Linked DNA regions of Mus musculus: all the other regions are linked to region 3. Evidence: chromatin contacts called from public HiChIP or PLAC-seq and promoter capture Hi-C data. All regions are on one chromosome and are shown on one strand. The core of a region is the stretch at or near the end of the contact, and the rest is flanking DNA. Distances in the headings are between cores, read along the strand shown.

Region 1 (3,172 bases), core at 561-3,060, 80 kb before region 3:
CATCCCCACTCACCCACCCACACAGAGAAGGTGACTATGGTGGAGGCAGATTTCACCGAAGTATTGTTGTAAAGTCTGAGTAAATGTGGGCAGGTAGAAAAGTTGAGGAAAAATGGATTTGGGAAGATATATTTGGAAATAAGCTAGCCATTTCTGTCTTTCCTGTCTGACTGGGGCTTTCAGTGATTCATCCTTCAACAAAGAAAATCAAATTAAATACACTTTAAAGCGGGAAAACCAATCTGAAGGCGGCCCTGAGGGTGGGGGAATGGTTTAGACTACCTTTGGTTTTGTCTAAGAGTACAGGGTTGAGTTGCTCTTTTCTAAAATGTTATGTCCTGACAGCTCCTTCTTAGGACCAAGGTTACTGCTGCTTTCTGTTTGTGCCAGTTGTTTGGGCACCATGGATCCAGCCCAGAACATTTCCATAAAGTTATATTCAGATGCCCAGATGTATGTTGTAATAGCCAAAGGGACTGGAGGTTTAAGGAGTCATTGAGTATTCCCCTATGGACACAGCGGTCCAGCAAGGAGGGTTTATAGACTTGGAGAAGGGCAGGGTTGGACTGAGATGTAGAGAAGAAATAGGAGTGAAAGAGGCTGGGGACTTCAGGCCCTACCCTGCCTACTTTTTGATTGGTATTAGAGATAGACACCTCTACCCACCTAAGCTCCCCAAATCATTAAAAAAAAAAAAACCTCTCCAAATGTAGTTCCCTTAGCATACATCCTGCCTGGACCTTATTGCCAGCCTTCTTTTCAGCCTATTAGCTGAAGCTGAGCTCCCAACCCGAAGGGCCCCAGATAGAGAAGATAGATGACTCTCACTCTAAATCTTTTTCTTTGGGGTTTGGGATTTTAAAATCCACAGTGAATGTAGCTTTCTGCACATTGATTGACAATAAAGGCAGGCATGAAATATTCACCCAGGGCCACTCTCTCATACTAAATATTTAACACAACATTAGAGAAGGTTTTTCCCAGACTTCGCCAGGCACCGGCTGGGCGGCTGGCGCACTGCTCACCACTGGTTTATGACTAATAGGAGTCCCTAGCCAGCGGCAGCACAGCAAGCTAGACAAAGTTGGGACACTGGCTCATAGCTGGGCTGCCTCACCTTTGGGAAACTTCAGATACTCTTCCTGGGAGCCTGTCCTATAAGGGAGCGCACCTTATTCTGGTCAGGAAAGTAATATAAAGGACTTCTTATGAACAAGCTCTGATTCTTCAGGTAGAGGGTTAAGAGTCCCTGAAACTTGTTGGGAAGCATCCAATATTTCCGGGGAAATCAGGCAGGAAAAGACCCTTTCTTTTACCCCCCGCCCCCCAGCTTGTCATAAGGAGGGGACCAAGACCCCGAAACGGAAAACCCTTCTCCTTCCCCCAATCCTAGGGGGGAAAAGAACAGCAGTTAAAAAAAAATACAATTACCCCCTCCCAGCCACCGCCCCCGCCCATCCCACCGCCCACCCCACCCCAACCCTCTCTCTCTCTCCTCCTTTTCTCGCTCTGTGGAATGGAGAGGAGGGGAGTGACGAGAGAAAAACGAATACAAATCTGCAATTGATTTTCATAATGTTTCTGCGGTGTTTGCAAACCAATCGCCTGAACGTCCCCGATCTTACCTAAGAGAGAACCCCTCCTACGTCTGCGAAGTGCTCCGAACTGATATATGACAATATCTACTTTGGATCACGTGCTCGGGGAGAGAGACTAAGACGGATAACGCGTCATCTCGCCTTCCCAAAATTTCCCCCCTCGCTAGATCGGGTCCAAAACCTCCAGCCGGAGGAGGCAGGAGAAGAGAACGATGTTTAACTCGGTCAACCTGGGCAACTTCTGCTCGCCTTCGCGCAAGGAGAGGGGCGCTGACTTCGGCGAACGAGGGAGCTGCACCTCCAACCTCTATCTGCCCAGTTGCACTTACTACGTGCCTGAGTTCTCCACCGTCTCTTCCTTCCTACCCCAGGCTCCCTCTCGTCAGATTTCTTATCCCTACTCAGCCCAAGTGCCCCCGGTCCGGGAGGTCTCCTACGGCCTGGAACCGTCCGGGAAGTGGCACCATCGGAACAGCTACTCGTCTTGTTATGCGGCGGCCGACGAGCTTATGCACCGGGAGTGCCTGCCTCCTTCCACAGTCACTGAGATCCTCATGAAAAATGAAGGCTCCTACGGCGGCCACCACCACCCCAGCGCCCCGCACGCGGCCCCCGCCGGCTTCTACTCCTCAGTCAACAAGAACAGCGTCTTGCCCCAAGCTTTCGACCGCTTCTTCGACAACGCCTACTGCGGTGGGGGAGATGCGCCCGCCGAGCCCCCCTGCTCCGGCAAGGGCGAGGCCAAGGGGGAGCCTGAGGCGCCCCCCGCCTCGGGACTTGCGTCCCGGGCAGAGGCCGGTGCTGAGGCCGAGGCCGAGGAGGAGAACACGAATCCCAGCTCGTCCGGTTCTTCCCACTCGGCGACCAAGGAGCCGGCCAAGGGAGCCGCCCCCAGTAGGTAGCAGCGGCCGGGAACCCGAGGGCAGCGAGGGAGGGAGCGGAGAGGGAGGGCTGGAGTAGTGGGGGGGGGCAGGGGAGCGCGGACAGCCTCGTGTTTTGGGTCAGTCTGATTTTATGTGGAGTTTTATAAGCATTCAAAGGATTTTATTATAACCTACAAAGCCCTCTCTCCCAACGACTCGACTTTTTACGATGGAGAAGGGGTGGGGAGGGAGGGAAAGGGGCTCTTTGGAAAAGCCGGGTGAGCCCCCCTCCTCCGTTATCTCCCTCGGTCTGTGAAATTTTTAAAAGTGCCACCATTGCGGGCGATATTAACTTTGATCGTGAACTTAGAGGAGCGTTTAAGAAAGGATGGGGAGTCGGACTGCTGGGGGGTTGGGAGGGAGGGGAGGGGTGGAGGGGGAAAGGGGAGGGCGAGGGACAGACTGGGAGAAATCCAGAGAAGGGGAGAGGTAAGGAACAGAAGCGACGCGGCAGAACTGGAGTCCAGGGAAGCTCTCCAAGGCCGCTCCTCTTCTTTTTAAAACGACTTTTAAAAATGTTCAAATTACGTGTTCGCGGGTCTTTGAGAAGAAACCGGGGCAAGCCGGGGTTTGGCGGTGGCAGGAGAGTGGGGAAAGAATCAGAGATTCCCTTGCTCTGCAGGGGAAGGTAGCGGTGGCTCTCCAGGGTCC
Region 2 (3,089 bases), core at 436-2,935, 94 kb after region 3:
GCTCTGGCCAGGAACCCTCAGAGCTTCCTGGAGTCCCTCTCTACAAAGCTAAACCTCCTCTCAGCTTTACAAGGCCTCCTCCAAGAAGCCACGATTTAGAGCTTGGTATGGCAGCACATGCCTGCAATCCCAGGACTCGGGAGGCTGAAGAAGGAGGATCTCCGGTTCAAAATCAGACTGAACTACACAGTAAGGCCCTCTCTCAAAATAAGAAAACAAAACAAAACCAAAAAAGAAGTCCTCAGTTACTTAGCTTCTCTGTGTCTTATTTTACTCATAGGACTTTTTCTTCTGGAGAACAAGTCTCACTATGCAATTACATAATGCTATATAATCATGTGGTTGAATCTTAAATAGGACAGCCTATGGAAAATGCACAACACGTAGGACCGAGCACATTCTAGGGGTCAAATACATTGGCTATTATCATTGTCCTGCACTCATTTACCTAGGCTTTCAGCCACCTCTAAAGGACCTTTGAAGTTCACGGATTCCAGCTCCATGTCTTACACATGGGAAAAATAAGGCCTAAAAAGAAGAGACTTGGGTCAGAATCAGAACCTAGATTTTCTTTTACCCAGGCTCTTTCCCTGAGACATGCCCTTGCCCTTAGTTGAACAATGAAGAATTCATCTGGGGTAGTGTTGGGTTTTCTGTCACTGAGACAATGACTTGAGGAACAACTTCAAAGGCCATGTCTCTGCTCACAGTTTCAGGCCTTTAACTATGGCCTGGGCAACACTGTGTCCAGTGGAGCAGAGCATCATAGCTGTGATGATGTAGAGGACAGAGTTACTCAGCTTATGGAAACCAGGAACAGGACCCTCCAGAGGTATGCCCCAGTTGCCTTCCTCCATCTAAGCTCCACCTCCTAATGTTTCCATCACACCCTAAAACAGCGCCCCCAGCTGGGGACCAATTGGTTCCACATGCAAGCCTGTGGGGAAATATTTCATATTAAAACCATAACAAGCAGACTGGGGCTTCCTCTGCCACGAGCATTCTATTAGGAATGATTACTTTAGATCCTCTTTTCAAAAAGACCTCCCTGGAAATAAAGAACGAAAAGGAAAACAAAATGACTCACTCTGAATCCCACAACAAACGGGGACCTAGGAGCTGAAGAGTTGGTAAAGTGTTGGCCTAAAATGCCCAAAGCCCTGGGTTCAATCCTCACCACGTTATAAGATGGGTGTGGCGATATAAGCATGTATTCCCAGCACTCAGGAAGTAAAGGTAGGAGTCAGAAATTCCAGAACATCCTTGGCTACATATCAAATTCCAAACCATCATGGGTTAAATGAACCCCTGTCGCAAAGCCAAAAATAGAGAGAAAAAGAAAAAGGAAAAGAAACAAAAAATTAGTTTGACTGTCAGAAGGAAACACTGCAGGGCCAAGAGCAAGATGGCCTGGAGCCTAAACAGAGGGGTCCTCTTTTCTCTACACTGGCAGCCTGTCAGAAAAATACCCTGGGGTGTTACAGATCCCAGGCTTAGACCCTGGCAATGTGGTCTCAGAAATCCAAGAGGTGGGGCCCCAGAGGGGACATGTGCTTCCCAGGGCTTCCTTGTGAGAGAAAAAAATACTACAGGAAGTAGTTCCTGGGGTAGGTTCTTTGGGCTTGTCTACTCTGACAGGAAGTGGGGTACCAGGGAGTGAAGCAGACATGTTGGGCTCTGCTGGTCCAGGTATCTCACCCCGACATGCCTCAGTCCTGAGCCTGTAACTCCACCCTAGCTACAGCCCAAAACAGCACTCCATAAAACACACATTGCTTTAATTTTCCTTTGAAGGGGCAATTTAGCAGGCCACCTGCAAGCCCTTGGGAGAGTTAAGGAGATCTATCTTGTTTTCTCCAAGTGCCCTCCCCAAAGTGGATTCCTGAGGTCAAAGTTCACAGGTAACTATTGAGGAGGAAGAGTGTTTGGAATAAGCATAGTGTTTGCTGAGAGTGGAGAACAGAAGTATTTTTAAATTTATATGAAGGAAAAGAGAGAAAGCAGGAGAAAGCCAGGCCCAGCCAACAATGAGGAACACACAAATGCTGTGTGACTCAGCCTGGATCTTTTCCCTCTCTGGGTCTCCTGTAAGCAAATATCTCATAAAGTAAGAAATGTGTGACTCAGCTCCAGCCTCTGGGGCCCTCACACCTACTCAAGATGAGATTCTCTGATATTCATGCTCACAGCCAAACTTTACTTACAGAGCCCTGGCATTTTCCTTTTTGGGATCTTGCCAGGACTCACTAAGAGCAATTTCAGCCCCCAGCAACCACAGACCCTCCTCTGCCCTCAACTTCACCCCCTGGGTTCTTCTGCCTGTCTTCAAAGGTGGATTTTATTAGGCTGCTGGGAGGAGGGAGCCACCACCCTTCCTTAACTTTTTTTTTCCCAGGGATTTTCCCATGGCCTTTCTCTTCTTCTCTCTAGAGCAGGACTGAGGGGCAGCCGCTCCTTGGTCTCTGGATATATCCAAGATCCTTAGGGACCACAAGAGAGTGGGAGATGTAAGGGACAGGACCCTAGGGTGCCTTGCACAGGTACTGACTCCCCTTCAGCTCCCTGCAAGGAACATCTCCTGTCGGTAAGGTATGTGAAGCTCAGAAGTTTGGGGGTACTCTCTGCAGCCTCCACCAACTCCTCTCCCAGGGGTGATGTGGGAAAATGAGGGCTAGTCAGAAGCAGAAATGTAGGATGGGGGTCTCATTCACTCAGGAGCCCTCCCCCTTCTTCACACTTTGGAAGAGTTTTTCTGGTCTCTTAGAATTCCAGCCTCAGTATTCTCAGAGTAGGGTGATAAAACAAGGAGCCTGTTCTCAGGCTAAGAAGGGCTCCAGAGGTCAGGGTCGGGGATGGAAGGCAGGATATCTTGGCTGTGGGCCGGAAGACAGAAGTATGGGAACCCAGGGTGATGGGAAACTCCGGTCCCTGAGGTAGCAGCAGCAGCAGACCTCACCAGGGGCGCCCACTGGAAACTTGCCAAGCTTCTGCAGCCCCGGCATCCCAGTGGGGACCTGAGAAGGCCTGATGCCAAGTCACAGGGCTGGTTCTAAGGGATGGAAGGGCAGATTCTCCCCCAGCAGTTGTCA
Region 3 (3,543 bases), core at 863-3,362:
GGGCGGGGGGGGGGGGGGGCGGGCGGGAGGAGGAGTGCTGTCTCTTAGGAAGAGGCTAACTAGGACTAAGTCATGGGTGCCAAGCCCTGGTGAGCCCAGGTTGGGGCTGGGGCTGGGGCCCTAAGCATTAGGCAGGGAAAGCAGCCAGAGGCACAGGCCCAATCTGCATCTTTTGACTTTACTGTGGTTCCTTCCCATTATAGCTCTCAAAGTGAACCCTAATTTGGAAGAGGGGACCCTCTCCCACATCCCAAAGGTGGTGAAAAGAATGTTGGGAATCTTCTCTTTTCAGTATCTCCCTCACGGAGCTTTTTTTTTTTTCTCTCCCTCTTCCCCCTCCTCATTCCCTTAATTGCAGATGTTCTAATTAAACCCTCAAATAGTTGTTATGCTGTTTTAAAAGGTACTTATTCAAGTGTCAACCAGGCTGTGCTGGGAGGAGGCAGCATAGGGCGGCGAATTAAAGGTAGATTGACTAATCACGGCGGCGATCATAATAATAAAATCAGAGGGAAAAAAATCACATTACGACTTTTCGTGGAAAGGAGGGAGCAGGCAGCCAGCGGCCGCCAGCCCTGTGCCGCCGACACAAAGAGTGCGGGCGATTCCGCGAGACTGATTTATGACGTTTTACAGCCCTATAAAAGCTGTAGCGAGGAGGCAAGCGCTCCTACCACCGCTGGCAGATTTAGTCTAATAAATAAAACATAAACAGTTAACTTTATGTGTCACTTTTATTGTTATCAAGTAAAATATAGCCGAGCCCCGGCAAGCTATGATTTTAAACTATAATTGTTATCAAGTACAACAAGGAGACCTGGCTCCCACCCTGGGCTTTCCCCTCTGCTGCCCCCCCCCCCAACTCTGAGTTATAGAAGATCACTTAATTGGAGTCCGATGACGAGGAGGCCACCCTTAGCTAAGGAACCAGTGGCTGGAAAAATAGTCCTTCCTTGCCCCATCTCTCTTCCCTGACTCTGCCACCTCCCGTGAGGATATTCTGTGTGTGTGGGTGACAGAGGGAGGGAGCAGGGCAAGAATAGGCCAGAGACCCCTGCCCTGCCTCCAAAGAGTAGTTACCTCACCTCTTCTTTTTGGAAGGCAGCCTGGAGCTGGCCCTTGGGAATATGTGTTTACATGTAAACACACGTGTTACACGGATATAGTCTCAGATTGGAAGCAAGCAGGCTCTGCCCACACAGGCTTCCCTTGAGGGTAAGACATGGAGGAAAAACTCTCAGGGCCTTGGGTCAGGGCACTGACTCCTGGCAAATGTCTCATCTTTTCTTCTTCTTCTTCTTCTTCTTCTTCTTCTTCTTCTTCTTCTTCTTCTTCTTCTTCTTCTTCTTCTTCTTCTTCTTCCTTCTCCTTCCTCCTCCTCCTCCTTCCTCCTCCTCCTCCTTCCTCCTCCTCCTTCTTTCTCCTCCTTCTTTCTCCTTCTCCTTTCTCTCTCTCTCTCTCTCTCTCTCTCTCTCTCTCTCTCTCTCTCTCTCTCTTTCACCATTCTGGCAGGTGCTGTGAGAAGTCAGAAGGCCAGGGAGCAGGAGTCACACAAGAGTCATCAGTAGTAGATCTCTGCTCTGGGCTCTGGGCTCTGGGGCCTGGGCCGGGAAGGACAGTGGGTAGCAGGGGTGTCAAGATTTCTGAAATCTGCTTTTGCCAACCACTTCCTGTCTTTCTTCAGAGGGGGCTCAAGCCCTAGACTTCCAGAAATGACATCAGGATCATTTGTATCCCGCTGCCTCAACCTGCCTAGTACTGCTGGGACCCTGTCTCCAAGGCCCCTTGGCCAAGAGGGTTGGGTGAGTGTGTATGGGATAGGGGAAATGGACTTGAGGATCCGTGAATGGGGTAGGGCAGTTCAGGCTCTCCAGCCTTCTAAGCTCAACCTCGGCCCCTCCCCATCCAACCTGCACTGAAGCCCTCATTGAACTTCCTCTTCCTGCGAAAGAGGGGCGCTGCCCTGTGACCTACACAGACTGCAACACGATTGCCATAATGGAGACCACTGGAAAGGCACTGGAGCTGAGGCCCACGGGGCCCACTGGAGGCCGGAGAGGAGACTCTGGGCGGGGGCTAGATCACAGCCTCCCGACAGCCCCCAGTGCCCAAACATTGGAGTCGAGCTGGGAGCCACCCATCTTTAGCAAGGAAGGATTGTCAGTCTGGTGGGGTGTGCAATGGTGAGCACCCCAGCTTCTGCCAGCCATCCCCCACCCCCACCCCCAGCAGCAGCAGCACCACCACCACATACACAAAAAATTGGATACATTTTGAATAAAGCGATTCGGTTCCTTATCCGGGGACTGGGTTGCTCGGTGTGATTGGCCGGCGGAGTCACATGGTGAAAGTAACTTTACAGGGTCGCTAGCTAGTAGGAGGGCTTTATGGAGCAGAAAAACGACAAAGCGAGAAAAATTATTTTCCACTCCAGAAATTAATGATCATGAGCTCGTATTTGATGGACTCTAACTACATCGATCCGAAATTTCCTCCATGCGAAGAATATTCGCAAAATAGCTACATCCCTGAACACAGTCCGGAATATTACGGCCGGACCAGGGAATCGGGATTCCAGCATCACCACCAGGAGCTGTACCCACCACCGCCTCCGCGCCCTAGCTACCCTGAGCGTCAGTATAGCTGCACCAGTCTCCAGGGGCCTGGCAATTCGCGAGCCCACGGGCCGGCCCAGGCGGGCCACCACCACCCTGAGAAATCGCAGCCGCTCTGCGAGCCGGCGCCTCTCTCAGGCACCTCTGCCTCCCCGTCCCCAGCCCCGCCAGCCTGCAGCCAGCCAGCCCCTGACCATCCCTCCAGCGCCGCCAGCAAGCAACCCATAGTCTACCCTTGGATGAAAAAAATTCACGTTAGCACGGGTAGGCAACTTTGCTTTTTGCCCCCCTCCCTTTCCCGGCGCTCCCCACCCTCCCTGGCCCCCTCTGGCCCCGTCCTCCTTTCTCTCCTTCCCCCTCTCTCTCCAGGAGCGACTCTGGGTTAGCACAATTGAACTGGATTTACGAGCGAGAATGGGTAATTACATCCCCCATAAATTTTATGGCTTAGCTACTCTGGGCAGTCCGAGCCATGTGCTACGATCTGTTATGTATGTGTGAAAACTATGCTTGCTTTCTAAGGGCGCATAAATAATTCAGTGTCGTTACAATGAGGATTCCCCTCTTATTACACTACAAAGTCTCTAGCTTCCTTCAACTTCTTTATAACCCATTTAGCTTGATGACTTTATTTCCACCACTCCCTCCTGTTCCTCAAAGCTGAGGATGGGGTGAGGGTGGGGGCAGGGAGCCTGCTGCCTCTGAACCCCACTATTTGCTTCCCCTCCCCCTTCCCCAGTGAACCCCAATTATAACGGAGGGGAGCCCAAGCGCTCGAGGACAGCCTACACCCGGCAGCAGGTCCTGGAATTAGAGAAAGAGTTTCATTACAACCGCTACCTGACCCGAAGGAGAAGGATCGAGATCGCCCACTCGCTGTGCCTCTCTGAGAGGCAGATCAAAATCTGGTTCCAAAACCGTCGTATGA
Region 4 (3,519 bases), core at 839-3,338, 110 kb after region 3:
GATCTTGGGACTGGTTCTAGAAGATCTGGTCAGAGTAAGGTTTGTAGGACAAAAAGGATCTAGGGTAGAGAGGAGAGACCACACTGGGAAGTCACCAAGAATGAAAGCAAAGAACTGAAGACACTTTAGTGAAAGTTTCTGAGGAGTGAGAATATCTCCTGCCTCTGTTGTCTCCTTCGAGCCTCTGTCTCATGGGTGTAGCCTTGTGCTCAGTAGCCCTCTGCTGCCTGTGACAGTGCAGGTACACAAGGAACATTCAGTTCTGCTCTAGGGGCCTTGGTCGCTTGCTGGCAGGAGTCCCCAAGCAAACTGTTTCTCAAGGCCTCAGTTTCCCTATTGGCAAAGCTTTAAAGAGGAGGCAGGATTTCAGACCCTATTGATCTGTTTTTCCTGGTCTAGAAGGCTGAGCATCTGGAATCTTGCAGGCCCTGGTCAACAGTGAGTGGCACAAAGTGCCCAGAGTGGCTGTTGTGCAGAGTTCCCAGGGGAATGAAGCCAGGACCATATAGAAAACGACCAATGAGGGCTGCTCAGAATGAGGAATGGCCAAGTCAAGAGTCCTCATCCCACATCTCTCCCCCAAATCCTCCTCAGCAGTTTTTTTTTTTTTTCCATTCTGTTGCAATATTGAAGTATCTGTGCTCTTGTCTTTGGACCCCTGAAGGATCACACCCAGTATCACTGAGGACTCCTAAATCTCTATCGCCAGCCTAGTCTTCACAGGAAACTAAGACCCATGAGCCTCCTCTACTTGGATCTTTAGCAGGCATCTCACACTAAATGTGTCCAAAGCATGTCTCCTGATGCCAGCTCCTTGGTATTCCATGATACCAGGTAATGACAAGTTCCATGTTCTGGTCACTGGTAGGAAACAAAACAACACAAAAACCTCTTAGTTTTTCCTTGATGATGCTGCTTCCACGGTTCCCATCTGACTCACCGCAACCACCCCCCACCCCCACCCCGAGCTGACTCTGCAACATTCATCCAGGCCCCACTCTCTCCTTGCTGCTACAGTGCACTCTTGGACGTCCTTGTTTCCCACTGCATTCTCAACATGACAGCATTGAGTAGTCAAGGGGAGTATGCATATCACTCTCAGGCCCTGACTCTCCAATGGCTCCCTGTCCATTCAGAGTGGAAGTGCAAGTTTAGCTGTGACTCATTAGTCCCCACATGATCGTGATTAGCTTTCTGTGACCTCTTAGAAGCCACAGCTCATTCCCTTCCTTATTTTCCCTGCTCCAGCCATACCGGCCTCAATGCCATTCCTCCAGCATGCCAGACTGCTCGCAGGAGGGTTTCCCCTTGCTGTTTGTCTGCCAGGAAAGATCTTCCCTAAATCTGCCTGGGTCGTCAGCATATGGTAAATGCCAGGTTCCATATGTTGGGGGGCAGAACACAGATATGCAAGGGAGGGAACGGGAAGATGAAACAGGGGAGTCGGGTACCACACAAGACATGAAATGGCTTGTCTTGCTTTCTGTCTTCCTGGGATTCTGTCTTCAGAAGATCAGGGATCTCGGGGTGGGGCTGCTCTTGGTTCTTCAGCAAGTGGCCCCTTTCATACTAACCTCAGGGCTGATGGACCCACATCTATCAATCTCAGGACTTCTGGACAGGAGCCGTCTGATGGTCCTGAATGAACAGGCCGGTCCTTTCTATGCTGAAAGGATACAGAGAAGAAGCCACCTCTTCCAACCATGCACTTGTTACCACCACCTTCTGCCTCTCCTTCAAGCCTCTTACTCTGGTGCTAGGATGTAGGCTTGAAGAGGAAAGGGAAGGGCTCAAGGTAAAGGGCACAGGAGGCCTAAGAGAGTAAACTGAGGCAGAGAGAAACACAAGCTGTGCAGAGCCAGTGACCCAGAGATAGAGCGGAATTGCACAGGCCAAAAGGGGTCCAGGTCAGAGGTGGATGCAGCCAGCAGGTGAAAAGCAGCAATGCACTGAGGGCTGGGCGCTCTGTCCAAAGGATTAAGGTAGGTAGGCTTTGGAAGTAAGGAGCCCAGGACAGCTCCGAAGAGGAACAGGCGGGGCGGCGCGGGCAGCAGGACCACACGCTGCCGGGCTGCGCGGGCGGAGGCAGACTGAGGCGGGCGGAGGCGGCGGGCTCAGCGGAGCGGGCGGGCGCCGGGAGCGGGCTCGTAAAAGCCGCGCGGCGCGGGGAAATTGCCGCCAGAATCGCTGAGCTCCACAAAACGCCGCCCGCGCAGCCCGCCGCCGCGCCCGCTCCAATCTCCAGCCTCATCGGCGCGCGGGCTGGTTATGCATTTAAATGTTATTTAATTGGATTGCGGAGGAGCTGGGGGCCAGAGTGCCCCCGCCTCCGCCCCGCACGCGCTGCACGTCTGTTTTCCGAGTCACAGATTGCCACGCACCCCCTCCTGCCCAATCCTTTGCCTCCGACGCTTCTCTCCCTCCCTTCTGAACCCGGCCAGAGGACACTCAGAAAGACATCAGCCTATGAAGACTGAAAACTAAGAGGCTACGCACGAACACACACACACACATCCTGAAGACGCACAAAGACATAGCAGCAGCAAAAATTGGCTACACTCACTTATACCAGTGTCCATCTGGAAGATTAAGAATGGCAAACAAATATGGTCCCTAGAACCACAGAAGTACACAAATGTGTATTAACACACTCATGCTGCAAGACAAAACATCACCTGACCTCTCCCGGGGTAATGACACTCACAAAGCGACACTGCCAAGCATGGGCAGAAAGGATGCCAAAGCATGACCCTCATAGGGTAAGGCAGAGACCCTCCCCAAAGCTGAGTAAGAAGGGAAGCCTGTGTTCACTCTTACACTCAGCCAGACCACCACCTATTTGCTTTGCCTATTCAGGGTTGGAAAACAAAACCTTTTGTTCAGCGACATACTGTCCTCCCAAACCACAGCACAGGAAGCTTCAAGAGGCAACTGCATTTGTAAGGATGTTTTTTAAACCGAACAAAGAAAGAAAATTGAGTCCCAATTACAACAAGCGGGATAGCAGATAGACACCAGGAGGGCCTTCCTGAGAGGATAGAAACTGGAATCCCAAGAGGTGAGGTTGGCCATGTGTGTGAGGTGGGGAGCTAGCTAAGAAGTCAGCACCGTGGAGGTTAGGGTCAAGGGTTAAGGTTAGGGAGGAGAGCACGTCCTGCATAGGCAGTTCTCCACAGGCTCCCAGCCAGCAACAGTTAACTGTTGACCTGAGATGATCAGGATTACGCCACTTCAATTAATGAAAATGGAAATGGCAACCTGGCTTGGCACAGGTCCCCGCAGAGGACCATTCTGGGCTCTCCGCCATCCCTTCTGCGAGCAGGGCCCGGAGACTTGAGGATCTGAGCGGGGCTGTGGGGACAGAAGAACAGGCAAAATGTACGGGGGGGTGGGGGTGGGGGAGATTCTATTGCAGCTGACCTGCTTGCATTGTATCTGAGAGCATGAGGGCCCAATCAGAGAAGAGAAAGTATCCTCACACACAGGCTAATTCAACCTTGTCTGCTAAAGTGTAGGTTC

The links. Promoter capture Hi-C pulls out the DNA fragments that hold promoters and counts their contacts. HiChIP or PLAC-seq counts read pairs in DNA pulled down with a chosen protein or histone mark.
Region 1: a promoter capture Hi-C map of embryonic stem cells shows a contact between it and region 3, with 31 read pairs. The contact joins the promoter of Hoxc11 here to the promoter of Hoxc4 in region 3. A contact is called at or near these places in 9 of 39 promoter capture datasets (cranial neural crest, embryonic stem cells, frontonasal cranial neural crest and 5 more), 2 of 484 Hi-C or Micro-C datasets (embryonic heart and pancreatic cancer cells), 8 of 115 datasets of contacts at active chromatin or transcription factors (craniofacial prominence, embryonic basal ganglia, embryonic forebrain and 2 more) and 2 of 9 other capture datasets (adipose tissue and pancreatic islet).
Region 2: a contact with region 3 is called in a CTCF HiChIP or PLAC-seq map of the NIH/3T3 cell line, with 16 read pairs. The contact joins the enhancer-like site here to the promoter of Hoxc4 in region 3. A contact is called at or near these places in 1 of 39 promoter capture datasets (embryonic stem cells), 1 of 15 datasets of contacts at CTCF or cohesin (the NIH/3T3 cell line), 15 of 484 Hi-C or Micro-C datasets (the Ba/F3 cell line, the G1E-ER4 cell line, LSK cells and 10 more), 12 of 115 datasets of contacts at active chromatin or transcription factors (craniofacial prominence, embryonic basal ganglia, embryonic forebrain and 6 more) and 2 of 9 other capture datasets (adipose tissue and liver).
Region 4: a promoter capture Hi-C map of embryonic stem cells shows a contact between it and region 3, with 46 read pairs. The contact joins the promoter of D930007P13Rik here to the promoter of Hoxc4 in region 3. A contact is called at or near these places in 2 of 39 promoter capture datasets (cranial neural crest and embryonic stem cells), 1 of 15 datasets of contacts at CTCF or cohesin (the NIH/3T3 cell line), 6 of 484 Hi-C or Micro-C datasets (bone marrow-derived macrophages, differentiating embryonic stem cells, embryonic fibroblasts and 2 more), 15 of 115 datasets of contacts at active chromatin or transcription factors (acute myeloid leukemia, craniofacial prominence, embryonic basal ganglia and 8 more) and 3 of 9 other capture datasets (adipose tissue, liver and pancreatic islet).

What each region holds. Positions count from the first base shown.
Region 1 is chr15:102,952,716-102,955,887 of GRCm38.p6, forward strand. Hoxc11 (homeobox C11) reads left to right here and starts at 1,811. Exons shown (of 2, transcript NM_001024842.1): 1 at 1,811-2,492. The coding sequence starts at 1,811.
Region 2 is chr15:103,126,511-103,129,599 of GRCm38.p6, forward strand. D930007P13Rik (Riken cDNA D930007P13 gene) reads right to left here. Exons shown (of 7, transcript NR_045743.1): 4 at 449-528. Among named protein-coding and RNA genes, the nearest start is that of D930007P13Rik, 19 kb to the right of the region's middle. Within about 2 kb of position 1,686, at least 26 of the 459 cell types and tissues checked have an H3K27ac peak or open chromatin away from gene starts, as enhancers often do. A contact at or near this core is called in the G1E-ER4 cell line, the NIH/3T3 cell line and embryonic limb bud, where this site is marked.
Region 3 is chr15:103,032,283-103,035,825 of GRCm38.p6, forward strand. It overlaps Hoxc4 (homeobox C4), which reads left to right and starts at 2,113. Exons shown (of 2, transcript NM_013553.2): 1 at 2,113-2,879; 2 at 3,355-3,543. The coding sequence starts at 2,441. All of the region lies in intron 2 of Gm30528 (a long non-coding RNA gene), which reads right to left.
Region 4 is chr15:103,144,740-103,148,258 of GRCm38.p6, forward strand. It overlaps D930007P13Rik (Riken cDNA D930007P13 gene), which reads right to left and starts at 2,089. Exons shown (of 7, transcript NR_045743.1): 1 at 1,575-2,089; 2 at 776-861.